Linked DNA regions of Canis lupus: region 2 is linked to region 1. Evidence: chromatin contacts called from public Hi-C data. All regions are on one chromosome and are shown on one strand. Each heading gives the region's core, a stretch centred on a gene start, on an enhancer-like site or on the middle of the called end of the contact. The rest is flanking DNA. Distances are from core to core; before and after follow the strand shown. Region 1 has its middle 190 kb from the start of PARD3B. Region 2 has its middle 15 kb from the start of NRP2.

Region 1 (4,942 bases), core at 646-3,145:
CAAATATCAGAGCTGGGAAAACGTAACTAACAGATTTTAAAAGAGATGGTATCTGCAACATACCAAATCCTCTTAATATTGTCAATAAGTTAATCCCACAGAAATGTAGGTAAAAGATACAAATAGACAAATCACTGAAGATCAGCACATTGAAATGGCCAAATGCATTTTCTAAATGCTCAAAATCACTAGTAGTCAGGGAAATGCAAATTAAAGTAACAATGAGATGCCATTTTATAACCATCAGACAGACAAATTAGTAAGAATTATCACACCAAGTGATGGTGGACTGGTGGGGATGTGATGGAAAGGGTGTTCTTACATACCATGACAGAAATGTGGAGTGTTATAGCTATTTAGGAAAGCAATTTAGCAATAATTATAAAAATTGAAATTACATTTACTATTCAACTCAGCAATTCTGCTGTTGAAAGTTATTTATCTCATAAAAATAAAAGCACCAATACATGAAGATACGTGTGTGTGTGTGTGTGTGTGTGTATCATCACTATTCAAAAAAAAAAAAAAAAGACAACAACCTGGAAACAACATAAATGCCCATCAGTAAGCAAACACCCAAAATATTATGGAATAGTCACAGCATAGAGTAGTAAGGAGAATGACCCAGAGCTGTATCAGTTGACTTAATTTTTTTACATAGTTTTGTTAGTGGACGAGTTAAAGAAAAGTATCTGACATAATATAAGGTAATATAATAATACAGAATCTAATAGAATGTAGACTATAACCTCATTTTATAAAACAACAATGGCAACTATAAGAGTACTATATTATAGCGAGAAAAATACAGAAGAACACACATTTACAACATTGCTTACTTAGGAAGGAAACATAGAAGTATGATGAAGGAGAGTAACCATCCACCCTGGTTTGCCTGCGACTCCGGGCTTTTCCAGGATGGGGGGTTTTCACTGCTAAGCCAGGGCCAACCTCAAGTAAACTGGGTAGGTCAACCTAGAGGTGCCAATTATAAGATGGAGTGGGGAAGGAATTCAAGCAAAAAAAGGTGAAAAAAGGGTATGACTGACATTATGTAATCATATATACATTCAGGTAAAATTCTGTATCTGGGTTGAAATTTGTAAATGTAAGTCTTGAAAATACTTATTTTCATAGTTTCTATAGGACTTAGGGAAAGATTGAAGTCCTGCTCATGGGCTTCTGGAATTCAGAGGAAGTTACTCTAAAGATAAAAGGGCTACAGTGTCTGGGTGGCTCGATCTGCTAAGCATCTGCCCTCAGTTCAGGTCATGATCCCAGGGTCCTGGGATTGATCCTTGATCCCTGTTCTTCCTTCCTCCTCTGCCACTTCCCCTCCTTGTGCTCGCTCATAAATAAATAAATAAATAAATAAATAAATAAATAAATAAATAAATGGCTAAAGGCAGCATAGATTAGCAATGAAATAAATATCATTTATTCGCTCATTGCAAAAGAGTTCATTAAACATCTATTCTCTGTGTTAATTTACCTATTACTAACACAACCCAGAGAAGGTAGCCAGGAAATGTATCAAATAAACAAGCAAATATCTGATCATAATTACAATAAATGTAATTATTATAATAATCACAACATATTATAACATATATACCAAATGATAGAATAACAAATGCTTTAGTAGAAGTAAAAACAGAAGCCTAGGAGAACACAGAAGAGGGGCCACTGGCTTTGCTGAGTGGAATCGTGGAGACATATCAGGAGAGGAATATTGAGGATTTGAAAAAACAAGTAAGAGTTTGCAAAATGGAGAAAGGACAAATGAAAATATAGAAAGCAAGAACACCCTGTGGAAGGCCAAGAGCCATGTAAAAGCAGAGCATATTTGGAAAAGAATAAGAAGTTTCCTGGGGTCCATGTTTGGGGCCAGAAGTCAAGGGAGGGGAGGCAAGAAGCTGAAACTCTGCAACTAGGGAGAGGGGAGGCCGTGGAAGGCCCTGTGCACCGTGCCAGGGAGTCCAAATTCGTTTGGAAGGCACTAGGGAGACAGAAAAAGTCTCACATTAGGGAAGAGACACCATCGGATTTCGTTTTTAGGAAGATAACACAAGCACCAAGGTGGCAAATTGACTTTACGTCAAATGCCAGTTCCAATTGATGGGTCATGAGAGCTTGAAGGACAACGTTAAGAAAGACTGTGCGATCACCCATGTCTGGGCTCAGCAGTGAAAGTGCCATGACCGATTAGCCTTGTCTACTATGGACATGGCAGCAGGGGAATGGTGACAAAGCTGCCACGCGTTTCCCCATGCTACATCTACCAGCCACACGGAGGGGGGACCGCGTGGAAGAGCGGGTGACTTGACTAATCTCTAGGAGGTCTGATGCCGTCTTTGACATCCCAGAGGTAGAGTGGAGGAACCAGATTCAGAAATCTCAGAGGTGAAATCGGTAGGACCCACTGAGGGAAGTCAGGAGTGGAGGCGACCCAGGCGCTAAGGTCATCTCTGGCTCATAAGCAAGCTTCAGACCAGGATGGCTTTATGATATTGGACTCAGCCCCACTTGGGTTTCCTCTACGCCTCATAGAACGCGCCATGACTAAGCAGTCCTGCGAGCTGCGGGGGCACATCCAACAATTCTTGCCACCAAATCACTTTCTGGTGTCTGGTCCTGGCTGCTTCTCCCAGCAGGCCTTGTGATTGATTCTCCAGAGCAGCTCTCAGAGGTTGAAAGTTCCTCCTAGAGCTGAAAACAGGAAGCAGCCTCCACTCACCTGGCCCAGGGGCCAGGAAGGCGTGTGTGTACACTGACACACCAGCAGTGTGCATTCCCATTATGTCAGCAGTGTTTACCATCACCGGGCACTTCCTGTGACAGAGGAGCATGGCTCAATCTCTTCACCAGCAGAGAGGAAATGACTAACCGCAGGAAATCATCCCTCCCCCCACCCCTAGCCCCCCAAAATGGAGATGCTCTGGGACTTTCACTAAAAATATCAAGACCATCTAAAAATACAGTCGGACAGCCCTGCTCTTGCCCCAGGAAATCCTGACCAAAGCTCATCTTACATCACCGCCAGCCCTTGTCAGAGTGGCCTCCCGGTGTCCCCCCCTACCTGTCCTCTTTGCTTGAAGCTCATTTGGAAATCAGTGTGCACCTGCCTTTCCCAACAGCAAGAGAGCAAAGAATGGCTGGCCCCACTTGCATCAACAGGCGCCTCCCCAAGGGACGAGCGGTCTTCCAAAACTCTTCCCCAAGCACCAGCACCCAAGTGGCTTCATTTCCTGTCTGGTTGACTTCCTCCAGACTCATTATGGTTTCAGTGTCATTTTCCAGAGCAGGAAAGAGAGTGCAGGAGCGTGGCCCTTAGCAGCCTGGAGTGGACATGCAGTGGCTGACCTGGAGGAGAGAGAGTCCCAATGAAGCCATTTGTTAGGAAACCAGTGACAGGCACTTAGAGTACTTGGTGAAGGTGGCGCTGTTGCTGCTGCTGGTTCCTGGGGCTCCGTTTGCTACAGATTCTTCCTCAAGCTAAGAAGTCACGGCTAATGTCATCATTTGCCTTGTGGGAGGGGAGAAGGAGGCTCCTGGAGGGCTGTGCTGATCCAGAGGCAGACTTGGGGGAGAAATGACTGAACCCCAGTCCAAGGGAGAGGGATGGGGGAAACGAGACATAATTTTTGATTCAGTCCTTGCCTCCTACACTAGGGGAAGGTTTCCCAGTGACTGAACGGAGTCGTTAGCTGTTCTTCCCAAACAAGGAGGCAGGAAAGTGTGGTCTGAGGACCCCCACTCCCGGGGCGCCTAGCAGCAGAGTGCTGGGTGAAGCCTTTGAAGTTGGGCTCCCAGGTGTGAACTCTGTTTCCACTACGTTCTGGGCAGAGCAGAGGACTTCAGCTCGGCAAGCCTCTGTCTCTCAGCTGCAAAACGGGGTTTGTTCTGAAGAAGGATGAAAACCAGGAATGAACGGTGCTCCCCCCCCCCCGGATTGGTTGGCTGCGCGGCTCCCCTGTGCTGCTGCGGGTTCTGCAGGACGCGGGGTGCAGCGATCCTGGGTGCCTGCTGGCCGGGAAGGGCTCTCAATTCATGAGCTGACACCTGAGGACGTGGGGCGTCACTGACAGCTCTCAGTCCCAAGCGCCAGAAAGAAGGGAAGCAGCAGGGCAGGCAAGAGCATCCGGGGGGAGGTGAAATGCATGGGGCCGGGCTGTGCCCTCAGGCCTCAGGCCCTTGGCTTGTGCTGTCCCGCAGGCTCAGGGAAGGGCTCGGGGGTCCCTGCAGCTTTGCAGGCAGATGGGCTCCAGCCATCTCCAGGGCCGCCAACAGCGGAGGGCCCTGGCCCTGTGTCTTCAGAGTGGCAACGGGAAAGGAATTAGGAACTCTCGGGAGGCCGCGTTGGAAACCAAGTGAGCCATGAATGAGGACAGTGATGACAGCCTAAGGCGAAGAGGTAGTCCCTGAATTGGTGGGTTCACATGCAACCTTTGAACTGAAGCCATTGTTGACTTTGGGGAGCCTCCTGCAACTGGGAGCCAGTTTGGTTCTCCTGAGCACCTCCCAATAAAAGCTTCCTGGCTCTGAGGAGACTCGTAGGCCTTGTCTGCCCTCCGTAGGCCTTGTCTGCCCTCCATAGGCCTTGTCTGTCCTCCTTAGGCCTTCTCTGCCCTCCGGGACAGGGCTCAGAAAAGGATCGGACACCAGGATGTGTTGTAGCTCCCTCCACAAAACATAATTCTATATGTCTCTCAAAACAAACAACAAAATCCTGCAAGGAACCAGGAAAAAAAAAAAAAAAAAAAAGACAAAGACAAAGGAAAGAAAGAAAAAGGAAAAAAAAAAATCCCTAAGAGGTCATAGGACAGAACAGGGCTGTCTGTGAGCCACGTCTGGAGTGACCAGGCCACACGGACCTTGTCTTTCATTCCGACACAGGCCAGTGTCTCCCCGGAACCCAGGAAAGCTCACCGGAGCCACAGGA
Region 2 (5,168 bases), core at 1,730-4,229, 1.2 Mb after region 1:
CCTCTCCATTTGCATCGTATTATTCCCAGTAGGGTTAGTCCTGGGTCCGGTGGGTAGAATGAAAGCTCTTCAGGGACAAGGTTGGAACCTCTGAAAGCACAGCACGCTGCCTGATACATAGTGGGATCTTGAGTTTACTAACTGAGGTTGGCTGTGACATACTGCTCATTAGATTTAAGGGAAAGCCAAGGCACAAAAGAATGACTTTTTAAATTCTGAGCTCAACCTGGCCGGGCCAATCGAAAATACGTAAGTGTAATTGGTGTGTGTGTATATGTGTATGTTTTAACTCACAGGATTTTTGTTGACTGGATTGGGGTATATTATTGGGTGCATGATGATGGGCTCCAACCCTGGTTCCAGATGGCCTGAGTTCGAATCTTGAAACACTGTGTGACTTTGGGCTAATTATTGCCTCTCTGTGTCTCATCCTCCTTATCTGTAAAAATGGGCCAAAAATAAGGCTACCTCATTACTGTGAAAATTAAATTGGTGCCGGTAGAACAGATAGAATAGTGTCCAGATCATAGCAGATACTCAAAAAATGTAAGCTAATATTATTAAGGGGGAAGTCGGCCTTAGAGCACTCATTCAACTGTGGGTGTAGAGATACAGCATCCATCCCCTCTCCTCTACCACACAAGGTGCACTTTATAGTTTTTCTGATTGTTCTGGCTGTGAAATTGGGTGCTTGTTTCGCCACACTGAATCACTGTCCTGTGGGGTTAGGCAGCAGGTGGCATGACCGTGAAAGTCCGTGATGGTGTGTCACCGCCACGGCAAGTCACGGATGGTGTTCCGAGACACTGTTACGAAAACCAGCGAGAAGAGACCAGGGACCCCATCAAGCTTCGGTTAAGAATCACAGAGCTCTTCCTTTCGTTCTTGTCAATGTTTTTTTTTTTCTGTTTTGTTACTTTCATGAGCATTTATTTTTCTTTATTGTGTCCCAATGGTAGGTTTTTGCTCTCTATGTTTGGACATAAACTTTTACTTTTTCGCTGATTTCCTTCCCCACTAGCCCTCATCTGATCTTTATTTGCATCCCTTTGCTTGTGTGAGAAACATAGTTGTTCATGAGTGTCAAATGGATGAAACAATTCTCATGGTAAGGCAAGTTTATACGTCCGCTGAGGCTCCCATAAGGTAACTCCTGACCTACATGCACTTCATTCATAGAGCTTTGAAATTTGTTCAACTTGCTAACAAGTCAGAGAGTATTTACAGAGGAGGGATGAGTCAAATGGGGAACATGAACAGATGGAGAAGAGCCAGTTGTTATGCTTCAAGAGTACATTTCCCACATTGGAACGCATCAAAGCCTGGCGGTATATACTGCATGCAAGTCACCCACATAGTATAAAACTGATTTAATTTACTACCAAACGCTTTGTTTTGCCATTACATAATCACAAATGTGCCCCCAAAGAGGCAGTATTGGAACGTAAGCCAGGGCAAGGAGCCAGCCAGACATGAGTTCTAGTCCTCGTTAGAAAACTCCTTCTACTTCCTTACAAATCCTCTGTGGCCAGTCTGATCTGTGACAGAGACGTACCTTGACACCACTCTGGTCTGTTGACTTGTCTTCCATGCACCTGGCTATGATATGCAGCTTACCAGGAAGCCTCTGAAGCATGCTGAAGATATTAAAGGGTAACTGACCTCGTGCCTTGGGGCGTTGAAGTGACTCCCTCCACTACCCATATCCTGCCTACCCCGTTGTGCAATCACTTTTCTGAAAACAGAACTCAGTGCAGCTAGAGAAAGGCCTGGAGAGGATGGCTCTCAACACATTTCCCCCACAAGGCCCTGCTGTTAAATCCCCCACAAGCTCTAGGAGCAAATTGTCAGCGATCCACTTAGCCGGCCCTAAACACCTCAGCCGCCTCTACTGGATGAAGAAAATTGCTTTCAGGGATAGATGCATCTCAAGAAAGTTGGCTACAAAATGGATTTCTATAAAGAGAATTCCATTTTCTCCTGGCTTCCATTACAAAATTGGAAAATTTGTCACACCAGGGGGGGAAATCCTCTCAGGAGACTAAAATGAACATTTGGGATGAAAAAGAAATTAACGTAAAGCCATAGCAATGGCACGTCTCTCGTTGGAATGCACCAGTGCCTGCTGGGAACCACCTAATGGTTTACTTTTCTTTTGAACCACTTCCAGCATTTTGTAGAAGTGTTGGAACTCATGAACCTTAGACACACTGCCAGTCCTTTTCCCTCCTCACCCACATCTATGAGAATTTTCCCCATGATTGAAGGTTCCACTTCCGTGGTCTTACACCTCTCAAAACTTGCTAGGGCTCGCTCATACTAGTAGAATATGGCATTAGGTAGCAACATGACGTTTTACTCCTTCATTCAGTCATTTACACCCAGCTTTATTCCTATAAATAATTTGATGTGGCTTACAGGGATAAAGACGATAAAATGGTATGTTTGCATTTCAGATTTAATTCTGCTTGTTTGCCCTAATTAAGTCAATTTTGACATTTTAATGTCATAAGTTATAGCACTGAATAATAAATATTAATCTGTTTGAGTCGGAAGAGTTTGAGAGGTCGTCTAGTCCTACCTCCCACCCAACATAGCTTCCGTCACACCCTGTCCAGTGAAATGGAGAGAGATTTCTACTTCAGCTCTATCACAAATTATTAAGAAACCACACAAACTTCTTTCACATAATGGTTCACGGGAAGCCTTCATTGATGACATGAAGCTTGGTGAGTGTTCCACTGAGTGAAGAAAAGTTTGAGTTTCTGTGGGAAGACTCTGTTACAAGTAACCCGATGAGTGCCACTATCAGGCGACAGGTTTTTTTTTCTCTCTCAGTAGGATTGGTAGCTTCTTTTTCAGTTTTTCTCCCTTTTAAGGTTTGTGAAAAAGCCAGAGTCTTCATTCTTGGAACCGTAGCTCCCTCTCTGCCCACGCCCACCTCCAGAACAAAACTGCTCATCTCATGGTCATCTACACTGACTCAGTGGAATTTCCTGCACTCTGTTCAAGGAATCCCTCTGCCCTAAACTTCCCCTTTTCTGGGTCAGTTCCCCCAGTTATTTCCTCTTTAAAGACTTCACAAAGAAGGCACAGAGTCCTTCTCTCGGCCCCACAAGATGTGACTATAGCTCTCCTGTGGGGAGAGGAAACAAGGACAGGAACATTGATCTGACTGCTTAGCTGGTCAGGTGATTGCAGAGACCTCCTCTGATCTCCCGACCCATCTGCAGGGCCAAGGACACCTCCTTCTGGCTAGGTCACACCTCCTCAGAGTGGGCTAAGTCCCACTGCCTCTATCACATTGTTCCAGGATCACAGGGAGCACCCATACCACGTAAAGCAGGTTTGCATAATCTGCGTCCAAGACCTTATGCTGTCACAACCCCCAAGATCTCAGTGACCTACATGGTGAGGTTTGTGGCTCGCTCTCGGCACACATCAGCATGGCTCACCTGCAGCTCAGCTCTGCTCTCTGTTTCCTCCTCGTGCCGGGATCTAGGCTGATGGGGCAGCCCTTGGCTGGTACCTGCCATTCTCATGGCAAAGGGCAACACTGACCCTCACGAGAGCTCTCCAAGTATCTGCTTGCAGGTTACACCGTGGCACTTCCACTCAGATTCCAACGGCCAAAGCACATTACATGGTCAAGTCTAACATCAAAAGGGTAGAGACATGCACTAAACCTTAGAGAAGGCACTGCACACCACAGAGCAAAGGAAAGATGTATCATCCTTTTGCAGCTAATGAGGAGAATAATTGGGACCAATAATACCCGCTATCTCAGGGACATTAAAGTTTGGGGAAGAGTCCCACAGAGGAGCTAACCAGCTTATTCCAACTATAGGGTTTCATGGACTTGCACTGTCCAGATTTTTGGGGCAACACCTCACTGCTATTTCTTCAGGCAGCACTCAATGTCCTTCAAAGATTTTCTTATCCCTTCCTCATGCCACACTCTTCACTTCTTACCTCCCTCCTCATCTCTCTCTCTCTCTCACACACACACACAACGGCAACTGGGTCTTCTTTGCTCTCCCTAATTCCCTACCTCCCCTTCATTCCCAGGCTGTCGGCCTTCCCAAAGCTTCCTCTTGTGTGCCTCAGAAATCTTTGGGGGCACGAGGGACAGATGTTCTTGGCTGTTCCCATTTCTTCTGTTGGTTAAGGCAACGGGAACCTTTGTCAAGACCTTGTGGTCAAGAGAAGGAAAGAAAGACACAGTGTAGGCTTGACTTTAAGAGGCAAATCGCTGTCGTCTGCTCTCTGAATTCCTTCACTTATGGGCACATTCTAAATAGATCAGGAGCCTCACGCTGCAAGAGTTTACCTTCTGCCCATAGGTTTTCCTAAGTTTATAGATGAGATTCCTACTGTCCCTGCTGGCAAGCCTTTGGGACCTTCTTCAGCTAAAAGGATATCAACCTCCTCACAACCTTTGGTCACATACAGATTACTCTTCTGTTGACTTATCCTTGAGGGACGTGCCCCAGAGCATCACTTTTAAGATTTCTCAGTGTGTGTATGTGTGTGTTTTCCGGCCTGGGGCTTTTTGTTTATTTGTTTTCAGCACTAAGTAGAGTCACTTTTGCCACTTGGTCAAATGGAAGCCCAGATGCAGGGTACCAACCACATCCGTCGAGCAATCTCATCCTACCACCACCGCCACGTTTTCCTCTCTCTTCCAGAAGAACCATAATTTCTTGATACTCCTCAGGACCCTCCTCCTGCCCAAATGGTGCTATATGTACAGAAGAGCATTTTCAAATTCCTGTGTCGAGGTGCGCCTCTCCCAGCATCCCACTGTTCCTTAACGTTGGTCTAAGATTTCATATCACTGTTTAAGCTCCATATATTTCAGGGAAATAGACCAAGTTTGTTACCGCACACTGACGCTGGTAAATGGTCTCTGAAACAACACTTACGTGCACCAGAACCTTCACTTTTCAGTTTGCCCAATTTTCTTTCTCTAGTCATTTGAAGAGCTGCAGCCTGAACTCCATTTCACTGCCTGGTCTCCCCTGGTGACCCAGTAACAGTATACTCCAGGGGGAAAATACCTTGTGACTGGCCCAAATCCAGACTCTAATGCCACACAGGTATGCAACGGTCTTGGTTTTTACCCAGAGAGGTCATGACCTTTGACCTTCATGCTGTTTGTATTCCTG

What was found. A called contact is a pair of places that touch in the nucleus more often than the background predicts.
Region 2: a Hi-C map of skin fibroblasts shows a contact between it and region 1, with 3 times the contacts expected there. The contact joins two enhancer-like sites. A contact is called at or near these places in 2 of 9 Hi-C or Micro-C datasets (amygdala and skin fibroblasts).

The regions. Positions count from the first base shown.
Region 1 is chr37:12,920,171-12,925,112 of UU_Cfam_GSD_1.0, forward strand. No RefSeq gene overlaps it. Among named protein-coding and RNA genes, the nearest start is that of PARD3B, 190 kb to the right of the region's middle. Within about 2 kb of position 1,896, at least 3 of the 20 cell types and tissues checked have an H3K27ac peak or open chromatin away from gene starts, as enhancers often do.
Region 2 is chr37:14,133,387-14,138,554 of UU_Cfam_GSD_1.0, forward strand. No RefSeq gene overlaps it. Among named protein-coding and RNA genes, the nearest start is that of NRP2, 15 kb to the right of the region's middle. Within about 2 kb of position 2,980, at least 2 of the 20 cell types and tissues checked have an H3K27ac peak or open chromatin away from gene starts, as enhancers often do.